Regions from separate parts of the Danio rerio genome. Here region 1 is linked to region 2. The links are chromatin contacts, called in public Hi-C maps. All regions are on one chromosome and are shown on one strand. Each heading gives the region's core, a stretch centred on a gene start, on an enhancer-like site or on the middle of the called end of the contact. The rest is flanking DNA. Distances are from core to core; before and after follow the strand shown. Region 1 has its middle 6.8 kb from the start of emid1. Region 2 overlaps gas2l1 (growth arrest-specific 2 like 1).

Region 1 (6,462 bases), core at 3,734-6,233, 200 kb after region 2:
CTGCGGTATAATAACGTAATAACAAATCACAAAGTGATAACTAGACTATCAACCAGCTCTGGTCTCCTAAAAAGGCAGGAAGATATTAAGATTTGATCAATTTTAACCTCATCATGATGCAGAGAGAATGCGCAGTTGTCTTACCTCTAGGTATTGAAATAAAAACTAATGGCGAACTGCTCATCACGCTCAAAAATATAAACTTAAATGAACAATGAACCTAACACGCCATCCTTTTAATTCAATATTCATGAAGTATGTTAACCAACCACAGATGCTTTGTCATGTTGGTCGCGACACTGTTTATAACTTATTAGTTTATTACAGTATTTACATTTAGCTTTACTATCTTTCTTTTTAAACATGTAGCCATGTTTTTGAGCACATCTTGCGGTCCTTCTCTAAACAAATGTTTAGATTATTATTAAAAGTGCTCTCCAGCGGCAAAGTTCATCGCAGAGTAGCGAGTGAAAAAAATGTGCATGCAGAGATTGGACAAGAGGAATCGAAATGTAAATTATAACAAGTATCGGATTCTTAGTATTTAATCCCTACCCAATTTTATTACAAGTTGTGTTTTTTATATTTGAAATTTGATAAGAAAATACTTTATTCATACACACACACACACACACACACACACACAAAAGAAATGATCTTCATTATTAATTGTGATTAACATTTAGTTTTAGTCTAGTTATAGTCGACAAAATTTCATAAGATTTTAGTCGACTAAAAATTATTTGGTTTAATTCAAGTGTATTTTAATTAAACTTAAAAATAACCAAAACAGTCAAATTAAAATATAGTTTTTTCATTAAAGACGGCGAATTGTAATGACATATCACTAGTAAATGATAATGTGTTATCTTGTAAAACGTGCACTCAGTCCCATGGCTATGTTAACTCATTCATTCATTCATTTTCTTGTCGGCTTAGTCCCTTTATTAATGCGGGGTTGCCACAGCGGAATGAACCGCCAACTTATCCAGCAAGTTTTTACGCAGCGGATGCCCTTCCAACCGCAACCCATCTCTGGGAAACATCCACACACACACTCATACAATTTAGCCTACCCACTTCACCTGTACCGCATGTCTTTGGACTGTGGGGGAAACCGGAGCACCTGGAGGAAACCCACGCAAAGGCAGGGAGAACATGCAAACTCCACACAGAAACGCCAACTGTGCCGAAGTTTGAACCAGCGACCTTCTTGCTGTGAGGCGACAGCACTACCTACTGTGCCACTGCCTCGCCCGTGGTATGTTAACTCACATAGAATAATTCTAAATCAAAGTTGTACATAAAAAATAAAAGTGCGCTTCACTTCAAGGAAGTTTCATTATCTTGTATGTTGTATGCAACTCCCTGATAGCAGAAATTATAGATTTACAGTATCATTACATCCTTACAGATGTAAGAAATAATCACATCGCTAAATGACTTTCTGAATGAAGCAGTTTTTGTTTTGTGGTACAGGTAAATAATTTTCATTAACTTCCAGCTCCAACCGTATGCGATCTAGCAACAACCACGATTCTGGGCCCGCGTGAACAGGGCCCCAATAACATTTTCTTTTTTACATTGAAACAATTGGATATAGAGTCTTCTGTCTATGTCTGGCAAACATGTCAGAAAAATAGGCTGAATCTTCACTAACATTTGGTTAACTTACAAAACAAATGTCTGGTTTAGTGATGTTAGTAATGCATAGAAAAACGTAAAGCAGAATTCTCCTAAGCTCATTAACCTACTCACGACAGCCACTTTGTGATGTTTTTAAGGTGGTTAATGGGGTTTGTTGTGTTACCTTGGGAGGTTTGGACTGAACAGGAAAGGTTTCCTGATCAACATTGCATTCCTCGAAAAAAACCCTTGCAACCTAAATGCAGTCACCTCATGCTTGAGATGCGGTACAATTCGTAAACTCCACCCAATAAAAGAATAGCTTGGTCTTTATACTGTAAAATGGTGATAATGTTTAATGATCGATCATGGGCCACAAATATTGTTATATCATGATATTATGATTAATCATGCAACCCTAACTAAAATGATTCAGAAATATGACTAAAACCAAAATGGAACTTTAGTCAAAGACTAAAATTAACATGAGAGCCCACAGTTGCATGTAAACGTCACTTTAGTGTGAAAGACAAAAACAAATTGGGAGTTTTATCCCATTTCACAACATAACAACAGGTTACAATGTAACCTAAAACCCTAAAATGATGTATGCCAATTGAAGTAGCAAGAAATGATGTACTGTAGACAAAACATTCAAGATCAGTCAAGTGACCAGATGAATGTCTAAGTTATTTATTAGCCTCAGTGGTTCAGTGAAGTATCTTTAACATTTGTAGAACCTTTTCATTTCACAAAATGTTGTGTATAGAGGCTATCCCATCTGTTCTAAACAAACAGAATGTCTACTGAGGCCCATAGATCTCCATTTGAGGAATGTGTAAAAAGATACAGTGCATCACGCTCTGCTGTGTATAGGACTGAGAAGCAATCAGAAAGCATACTGTATGGTGAACTATTGTCTATAACCAAAAGCACCTTCAAAGTGGCACATGAGAGTCTGACTGGCACCTTGAAGGAGTAAAAGGCTGACAGGTCAGATGAGACAACACAATCTCATGGCAATTCGTAACTTTTTGATTTAGTGGCTAATTCGTATGAATTCGTACAATCTAATTTGTACAATTTAGTATGATTTGCTCATCCCCCAGTGACGGTTACATTTAGGGATGGAGTTAGGTGCCACGCCTCCTTTTTAAAATGATTCATTTTCGTACGACTCCACTTATTAGCCACTAAACTGGCAAAAGGTAAAATACTTATGTTTTCTCGTGAGATTAGGCTGGATGAGACCAATATTTTTGCCATCTCATTGTGTGCCTTGTATCTTTGAAGTCGTTTCCAAGGGAAGTGATGGCACCACTATGCACTGCGAAACAACGACAGACAAGCAGAGGAAATGTGATATTTGGACAATGTACTACTGGGAAACCCTGGGTCTGGTCATTCATTTGGACGTAAATCTGACTCATTGCTGCAAGCCAGATTTCGCCTGTCTTGACAATGGTGTTCCCTAGAAGAAGTAGCTTCTATGAGCAGGAAATCTTTGTTCAGGAATAGTTTAAAGAACATGATGAAGAGTACATTCAATTGAACATCTGTTGGAAATGTAGGACCAACAAATTTGGTCCACAGTGGCTCCAATTAACAACATATAGAATTCCAGGATGTTAGATACCAATGAACATGGGTGTCCAAACTCGGTCCTGCATATTTTAGTTCCAACTTCAATTAAACACACCTGAACAAGCTAATCAAGCTCTTTCTAGCTATACTAGAATCTTCCAGGTAGATGTTGAAGGTAGTTGGAGCTAAACTATGCAGGACAGAGTTTGGGCACACCTGCCATAGAACAACTTTAGGGATATTTTTAGAGTCAATGTCTCACTGTTTTGGCCAATTTGATATTACGAGGAAACCTATTTCACATATTGCCAATTTAGTGGCTAATTTGTACAAATTCATACGAGTTCAGTCATACAAAAATGTAACATTTTTAGAAGGAGGAATGGATAGCACCAAACCCCAGCCCTAAACCCAACCACCATTGAAGGATTGGCAAATCATACTAAATTGTATGAATGAGATCACAATAAGCCACTGAATCAAAAAGTTATGAATTGCGTTTGGCAGCAAGAGTAGGACCAAAGCATATCAGTCCCTTTTAGTTTTGAACTAAGTGCCACACATAATGTTTTCAATTAACCTTGTGTGACAAACTTTGAAAACTTCAGTTGAACCTGAACTATTCCCAAACGAAGCCACCATGTATCCCTCCTAGCTAAATATTTCCTTTATTTTCAATTTTTTTTTTGTTCATCCAAGCATATAAACACTCTCTTTATTGCCTTGAATCGACTGTGCAAACTTGTAAAAGTGCCCCCAATGAATGCTTCTTGTGGTCACCTCTATTGTTAATAGAGTTCCTGGTGTAAACATTGAGCACTTATTGGCACTTTAAACATTCCCGAAACAAGGATTTGCTGAGAAGAGGGCACTTTGTTCTAAACTTAGTTGCCTGTGTGCTCTCTATACTGTGTTGGAAACGACTTTGTCCCACTTAATTATAAAGAATTGGCTCACCTGGCAATAATTCATCTATTTATAACAAGGTGAAGAAAGAATCAACCATACCCAGGCAAAAAAAGTAAAGAAAGAATAAAAGGGACATGTATACGGAGATATGCCAAGTGGAAAAGCTGCACTGTTTGATGCAGATAATATTTTTCCACAGGCACTTGCTTTTTCTTGGGCAAACTTTAAACTTTCAAAAGCAGGAAATATATATCAAGTTCTATAAGAATGGACTGAATTCCTTTAGTGACCCAAAGGTTATGTATGAAAAATGTGACATGTGCCAAAGCATAAACATATGCAGATCGGACAGGAAAAGACAAGGCTCTTAAATTTATGCTCTCTTACCTATATATCCTGTACGTATATTATGGCGCATAAGTTAAAGTCTGTCCACCCTGAACCAGACTGATGTGTTTCTTTTTTTTCTCTGAGGTTTCGCTGGAGAATGTAAAGTTGAACCATGAGTAAATGGGTCTGGGGAAGCCTCGGATGGGAGCTGGTACGGATACCTGGGTGAAACATAATCTAGAGAAAGAAATGTTAGGACTGTAATTAAGTGAACACAAAGCAGCCCCTTTCTCCCACCAGTTCCATCCCCCGCCATGTCTCTGAAGGCTCACGGGTGTAAAAAACTGTCACGCTGAATCAAATAGACAGACGACTTAATAAGATCTATCCTGTGAGATTACATATATCAGGGCCTGGAGAGGAATGAGGGGTGCATGAGCGTTGCTGGCTGGAATCCAGACGTCACACAGACGGAGAAGGAATAGCCAGCCTGCGGATAGCAGTTGCCTTCTGTTTCTCCTTGTGGCTTGAAGTTAATGAAGGACACAAATTTGGAGTGTGGTGCCTCCTGGTGGCAATCAACATAATACACTTTAAATCAGTATTCTTATAAAAAAAAGAAAAATGTAGATTTATTAACAAACAGAAAAATAATACATTATTTAAGCATAATTAATATACAAAGAACAGCAGAAAGTTAAAAATAAATGTTTATTCAAAACAGAAATAGAAAATAATCAGTATACTGTATCAATAGATTGCTCTTCAATGTTTGGCCTCTCAGTAGAGATTATTAAACCACACTGAACTGAGCTAAACTGAACTAACTTACACTCTGAAAATTGAACTGACACTGTTTCAATTTCCTATGATCTTTTATGTGAAGCCGCTTTGACACAATCTACATTGTAAAAGCGCTATACAAATAAAGGTGAATTGAATTGAAACTGTATCTTTTAAATATGTAGAGGAGAGTAACATGGGTCGATATAACACAAATGTTTTCTTGAAGCCCTGACAACGTTTGCTTTCCAGGCTATAAAAGCACATTCTGCATGCAGCCCTTGAAGGAGCTGAAGTTTAATATTGTTTTGAAAAAGGACAATATTTTTTTATTAAAACTGTCATTGTCATATACAATGCTCAACATAAATAAGTACACCACTCACAAATCTATCTTTTAAATTATTTTTAATAGGAAGCTATACAATATTATATTTGTGCATATACATTAGATTAGTCAGTACTGAAGCCAAATCTAAAGCTTATCTAACAAAATAACTTATGATAATGGTCCAAAAACTAGTACAGTCAAATTTGTATGTTAAAAAAGATATTGCATACAAATTTTAAAAAGAGGAAAAGTCAAGACAAGCAAAAAATGGGAAAAAAGTTGAAATTTTGTAAGTTGTACTTTTTTTTAATTTAATTGTTTTATCTTTCAATTTCTGTTTGGTGACTAAACATTATTTGAATATAGATATCTGTTTAATAAATCGGTTTTGTTTAAATTGGTTTTGTTTTACCGAAATACATTGCCAATATTCACTGAGAAACGGATACAAATATTCGTTTTCAAAATGTGGTGTACTCAATTATGCTAAGCACTGTATATTTAAAATAAACAAGATTAAGCCAGTAATGTCTAACTTATAGTGTTGTGTTATGTTTGACCCACCAATGTGTTATTTTTATACCTTCTGACAGGGTCAAAAGTAACAAGGTGCAGTTCACGTTTAAAGTGAAATTATTCAATTCATTTCAGCTTTATTTGTATACAATGTGTTATTTACAATGTAGATTGTGTCAAAGCAGCTTCACATAAATGGTCATAGTAACTGGAACAGTGTAGTTCAGTTTTTAGTGTTTAAGTTCAGTTCAGTTTAGCTCAGTTCAGTGTGATTTAAAATCATTACTGAGAGTATTATCTTGAAGTTGTTGTATGTTTATAGAAAATATCACCTGATATTGATAGACCATGTTTATTTAGTAAGTTATTTAGAGTGAGTAACC
Region 2 (6,380 bases), core at 3,626-6,125:
CAATTCCTGGAGGGTCACAGCTCTACACAGTTTCAGTTCAACCCTATTTAAACACAGCTGATCCAAACAATCGAGTGTTTAAACGAGGCTTGAACACCTTGATCAGATGGATCAGCTGTGTTTGATTAGGGTTGGAGCAAAACTGAGCAGAGCTGTGGTTTGAGTTTATTATTATTATTATTTTTTTTGAGTTTGAGACCTATGGCTCAGATGGTGCATGGAGCATTTTGATTTACTTAAATACAGGCTATGTTGGTCCAAGATGTCAAAAATGGCATTGGTAATGTTCTTAGCCACTTCAGGGCAAATGTCTCCAGTGAAATGACAGTGATGGTTCCAGCATCCTGCTACATGTTTTACACAACAATCAGATGTGCATTCAAGTCTCCTAGTCTCACGAATGTGCTTTTTTGCCGCTCCTCTTTTTATTCTGACTGTAAATCAGCTGAGTGAGGGAACACAGAACGCTTCACGACATCCAGGCCTCATTATCCAGGCTGGACTCTGAAGAATAAGCACACTCCCTAGAACCCATAGCTGTAGACCGCTGTTGGGGTTGGATGAGGTCAGCGATAGCCTGATGCAGGGCTTTGTGTGAGGGTTGGTGATTGTTTATTCGTGGGGACTGTGGGGGCGTCTGGAGGGGAGACGAGTTGGCAGGAGACTGATGACAATGATTTGCATACCGTACAGGCGTAGGGATGCGTGATGGGCTGTTATCGGGTCTGTTGTCAGTGCGAGGTCGTATCCGTGGACGCAGCTTGAGCTTGTAGATGGACGGGACTCTCTCTGCCTTCTTTTGACTTTTCTTGGCACGGAGGACAACTGTGCCATCCGCATCCCCATTGGCCAGTGGCCGAGGAGGAGTGCAGGAGCCCTCAGATGGAGGCTCACTCAGACTTAAGCACATGGAGGAGCTTTCACTGGAAGAGTCCTGATAGGAACAGTCATCAACAGGGGGTGGAGGGGAGGGAAATGATTCAGGTAGAGGCTGGTCAGCATTGTCATATGGCAGGTCCGGGTGATGTTCACATTGTGGCACGTCTGCCTCCAACCCAGGCCATTCCACCAGTTCCTCTTGGCTCTCCATTGGTACCTCAGTCAAAGGAAGGCTGCCATTGATGTCTTTGGGGTGGCACACTGACCTTGATAAGCCTGGATTTGAGGTCTCCCCTTCCTCTATGGAGCTGGAGATGGCTGGGAGCTTACGGAGACCGCTTCTGCCACCCCATCGCTCTCCTTCCATCATCCCCCCGTTAGTGAGGCCTCCACGAATCTGGCTATGCAGAAGGGCAGGAGGGTCTTCGAGTGCACAGGTACGAGAATTAGTCCGTTTAGACTCTCGCAAATCAGGCAGGACTCCCACTTTACCTCCAACATTAAGAGAAGACGTTGAAGAGTTAGAAGAAGAGTAAGCAGAGTCTGTAACGTTAGTGTCACCAGAAGAGTTTGGGAGTACCCCTAAAGCTTGTTGAGAGCCAGGGAGCTGTAGTGACCTCATCTCCCTTCCAGCAGATGCTTTACCGTGCCCAGCCTTAGCTTGTTGCGTATTGGCAAGAAACTCTGCCTCAAAGCTGCGATACAGGTCTTGCTCCCTTTGAGGGTCAAGACTTGGCAACAGGTGTAAACTAAATATGCTGCTGTCCTCCTGGCTCTCCTGCTGTTGGTTGTGCGGATTTGCCCAAACTCTTTGGTCTCTTCCTATAGATCTTGAATTATGAGCAGATCGAGGGGAGCGTGGTGGATGATGACTTGAACGGGGAGAAGAATGTGGGGATCGCCGTCCTGGTTGTGTGACAGGGGGAAGTAACTTCCGGCTTCCAGAGGATGGTGACCGAGGAGCAGGAGGCCTTGGCATGACCATTCCTTTTTTCGCAGGACTTCCACTAGTGCAGCCCTTCGCAGGTGAGTTTGAGCCTGAGGAATTTGCTTGTCTTCTAGGCATACTTCCACTTAATTTTGGGGAAGCTGTCGGCACGTGCTTGGGTCTTAGTTCCTCTCTTCGATCTATGGAAAGAGGATGAGGGTCTTTGCGGCGGGGAGATGATCCAGGACTGACATCACCCAGTCTACCTCTAGGTGTCTTACCCTGGCTAAGGGAGCGTGGCGTCTGCAGTTTTCGTGGACCATCAGGCCCCAAAGATCTGCCTCTTTCTGTATGGGGTGTTCGATGTACCTCTGCTAGGCCCTGAGGTGGACTAGGTTTCAGGATTGTACTGGCCTGCTGTGCAGGGCGCTCTCTGGAAGCACTGCGTGCACGGGTCTGAGGGGTTCTCAGGGCTGGAATCTGTGCTGCCCCTCCAGGACGTTCAATAACATGTTTTCCCTCTTTTCGGTTCACCAGCAGAACCACCTCATCTGCATGTGCATGCCGTGTACCCAGAGAGAAGCGGCCTCCTCCTGTGCTTCCTCCTTTAGAAGAAGCAGTAGAAGAGTCACTGTCTCCTGAAAGCCTGCGGGCTGGAAGAAGAGATTCCTTATTTCTGTGTGAAAGAAAAGAGAACAACTTAGATATGGCCACATATGAAATTAAACATAATCAAGTTCAAACCATGCATCCACTGAATAATGTTATGCTTATCTTCTGTGCTTACGAAAGTTGCATTTTTTCCCAACAAAAATAAAGTGAATGTGATAAAAAAAGTGATAAAAAACTTGTCAATGTTGTCAAATATTAAAACCATTTAAATTAATTTAGATTTATTCTTCTGATTGAAATTCAGCTGTCATTACTCTAGTCTTCAGTGTCACATCAACTTTCAGAAATCTTGTATGAATAACATTCATGGTTTTCTGTAATACTTGTCATTCAACAGACCTGCTGAGAGCCACATGCAGGGCTGTATCCTTAGAAGCCATTTTCTTCAATATTAGAGAAACTACCATAGAGGTAGGGATTACTTGCCTCTGGCATTATCAAACATGTGCACACACCTTTTTCACATACGTGAAATACAAAAAAAATTAACTTTTAAAAATAAAAGTATCAATTGCTATGTTTTCATCCACCTATTTTTATGCACATTTTTGACATTCGCATAAAAAAAAACGGTTGTTGGAAATGCCAAGATGCACATAAATTTACAAAATGTGCATAAATAAATATGGGCATATGTTTGTGCTCTACGTCTCACCACACATTTATTGCATGTCAGCATCGTCTTCTGAGATGCAAGTCATTTATTATTTAAAGAGAAGATTCACACAAATTCTCCTACCGCAGCAAATTCTTTTTTTATTCTTGATATTTGGTGCCAGTTAATCAGAAAGTTAACTTTTTTTAATGATTTTGTTCTCTTTGACTCATTGGATGAAAATGCTTCTTTATTCGCATGTCTTTTTATTCGCATGATATTCCAGTTTTGTACATATATTTAATTCACATTTCTGGGTGGAAACATAGCTACTGTCATTCTTTTCTTTAATTTTAAAGACTAGTTTATGTACAATGAAACAATACACAGAGACTGCATAAGAATAAAACCTACTTCAAAATCAATCCTGAAACTTTAGCCGCTTTTCCACTATTGTGCTGAATCGTTCTTTATGCTGAACCGTTCCATTCCGTGCCAAACTGGGCCAGACAGCACGGATACGGTTTAATTTTCCACTGTCGTGCTGCGACAAAGCTCTTTGAAACATTACTAATTAAATTTAAATAATAGCTGAAACTAGTTTTTTCATGTTCATAAAAGCGAAAGCAACTTTGTGATCAACACTGTTTTGCCGCTCAATCAAATAGGGTTGCTAAATATAGGTAGGCTACATATGTCAGAAACCTTATTTATTTAGAGGTATGTTGTGCAGCTAAATTTTATTTAGAGGGAAAATGACCAAAATGTAATGTGATAATTGAAAATGATTGGAGGGGAAATAAATAATATATTAAAATCTCTGAACATAACAGAAAATTAAACAATGATAAGGCAACAATAATAGTGTATTTAAAGTGGCAGAAATATATTTTTGGACAGGCCTTGTCAAAAGTGAGAGGGCACTTTCTCTAATAAAGATATAGCTTATAAATTATTTCGGGCCGAGAACAGTTTGTAATCGTGCCGCGCCGTTCCAGGCTCAGTGGAGAAACAACCGTAACCGTACCGAAGTGTTCTTAGAAAGATTCGGCACAATAGTGGAAAAGCGGCTAGCTACAATAACATACGGATCCTAAGATCCTCTTTAGAAAAGTGGAATATTTTAGGATGTTTTATTTAATTTTATTCAAGTACACGTTCTTACTTAGCCAAGAAAGTGAGATACACATCACCTGGCATCCTTCTTCTGTAATGTAACCTCCATAAACCGTTTGCTGACCTGTTTCTGAAGTGACAGACCTGGGGCCTGAGATTATCCTAATCTGCAGTAATCCAACCTGTCTCACCTGCAGGTCTGGGAGTGCAAGTGTTAAAGTGTGCTGCTCTGACGCTTGGCCTGCTTCATTAGTCAGACTAAGGAAACCGAGGCACACGGCCAAGGTAAACCAGCAAGCTGTTCATGGTGCAGTTATACAATGCCCTTGCTGCACTTGGAAACACTGACGACAACAAGTATTTCCCGCTATCTGATGGAAATAATGAAGCACTTTTTGAAACTTCAGAATTTTAGGAAATGTCTGTTGTCATTTTAAGAGTTGTGTATATTATTGAACAACAAGGTGTTTCCAGTTATGGTTAAACGTTTTGTTTTTGAGCAATTGTAAAAAAAAGAAAAATGATACTTACATTATAACTTTCCCATTACCATTAAAATAATGACAAATAAGAACATTTACAGTCATGCGAGACCATGCTATCACTTGCATTATTAGGCAGGACGATCTCCCATTGTAAGGTTGTCATAATCGTTTTCTAACACAAGGTGGAGTCATTAACTGGACAACAAGGGGATGGATGACAGGACAATGTCACCTGGGATTTGCTCAAATCTCCTTGCAATAATCTGTATGTGTGTCACTGTGTGTGTTTATTTGTGTGCATGTGCACTGTTGCCTGAAGATGCAGATCACTTTTGAGGTACAGTGCATGAGCAGTGTTATTACTTGTGTTGAGTTAACTAGGTCAGTGTGAGCAAATGGCAGACACCCTGAGGGATCTCTTCAGACAAAACAACCGTACAAACATGCTATCATGCATGTGCTCCAGTCATAACGCTTCAAGCTTCAGTTCTTCCCTCACAGAGATGGCACACTTTCATATTCAAACATGCATGAAGTCATTCTATGAATTGGTTTTCTTTTGTTTTATTACAATTTTCTCTCTATGTCTATTTAGTTTAGCCATTTGGTCAGTATTGATATTTCTTTTTGTACAGAAAAAATATTAAAGTAATAAAAACCAAAGATCAATATTAATATTATTGATTAATTTTCCTTCGGCTTAGTCTCTATTTCAGAGGTCGCCACTGTGAAATGAACTACCAACTATTCCAGCATGCTTTACACAGCGGATGCCCTTCCAGCCACAACCCAGTACTAGGAAACGCATATTATCAATAAACAAATATTATAATATGAAGCAGTCTTCTTAAATGTGCATGTTCAAAATTGTTTTATTTATAATTTACAAGATGTGTCATGTTTACACTTCTATATTCAAAGAAGATTTTCTCAAGAAAATGTGAAGGCTTTTGTTTTTAAGTTGCCTTTGGCTCGGGTGTGTTTTTTAGGTACTTTTCTAATTAAGGTACTTTCCTAAGGGTTGTAAACATGCACATGCCACTTCTGATCCATTTATTGCATGCTAAATGAATGAAAGTATTCAACCTTTTAAATTGTGCTGTTTTTGCAATCAATTGTCAGTATGAATATTCTTCTTTTGAACGATAACATAGTTTCAACTTAATTTGTATCTCTGTGATTTTATATAACAGGCACATCAGAAAACAAGGGGAATCTGTACAAGACATGCTGTGCGCCATATGTACACAGTGGCTACTTTCTCTGTCAGCAATTTCCTTGCGATTTCAAAAATAGTAATTTACACATTTCTGACAATCAACAACTTATCTAAAATGAAAAAGCGGTGACTTTACAATTATTGTCTAGGTGCATTTTGATTCAACAGTGACTTTCAGTGGTGGAAGAAGAACTGAAAAATCATACTTGGGTAAAAATACCATTACTTGCCTAAAAATGTAGTGCAAGAAGAGTAAAAGCATCGGTTGTAAATAATACTCAAAGTAACCTATCAAAAGTACTTAATAGTAGTGAGTATTACACTGGAAAAGGCTGATGCATGTACATGCAATTTGTGGGTGTGTAAACGTAACATTCTGTAGTGCATTTAGTTTGCCCAGCAGGCACACAAATTCATAAGACAATAATATTAGGTTAGATTTAGGTCATGATGTCAGGTCACCAAACTTCAATGTCTAGCCAGTGT

What was found. A called contact is a pair of places that touch in the nucleus more often than the background predicts.
Region 1: a contact with region 2 is called in a Hi-C map of an unstated tissue, with 5 times the contacts expected there. The contact joins two enhancer-like sites. A contact is called at or near these places in 2 of 18 Hi-C or Micro-C datasets (caudal fin and an unstated tissue).

The regions. Positions count from the first base shown.
Region 1 is chr5:25,677,493-25,683,954 of GRCz12tu, forward strand. No RefSeq gene overlaps it. Among named protein-coding and RNA genes, the nearest start is that of emid1, 6.8 kb to the left of the region's middle. Within about 2 kb of position 4,984, at least 17 of the 62 cell types and tissues checked have an H3K27ac peak or open chromatin away from gene starts, as enhancers often do.
Region 2 is chr5:25,476,851-25,483,230 of GRCz12tu, forward strand. It overlaps gas2l1 (growth arrest-specific 2 like 1), which reads right to left. Exons shown (of 5, transcript XM_695912.10): 5 at 1-2,483. The coding sequence ends at 470. Among named protein-coding and RNA genes, the nearest start is that of ap1b1, 9.3 kb to the left of the region's middle. Within about 2 kb of position 4,876, at least 21 of the 62 cell types and tissues checked have an H3K27ac peak or open chromatin away from gene starts, as enhancers often do.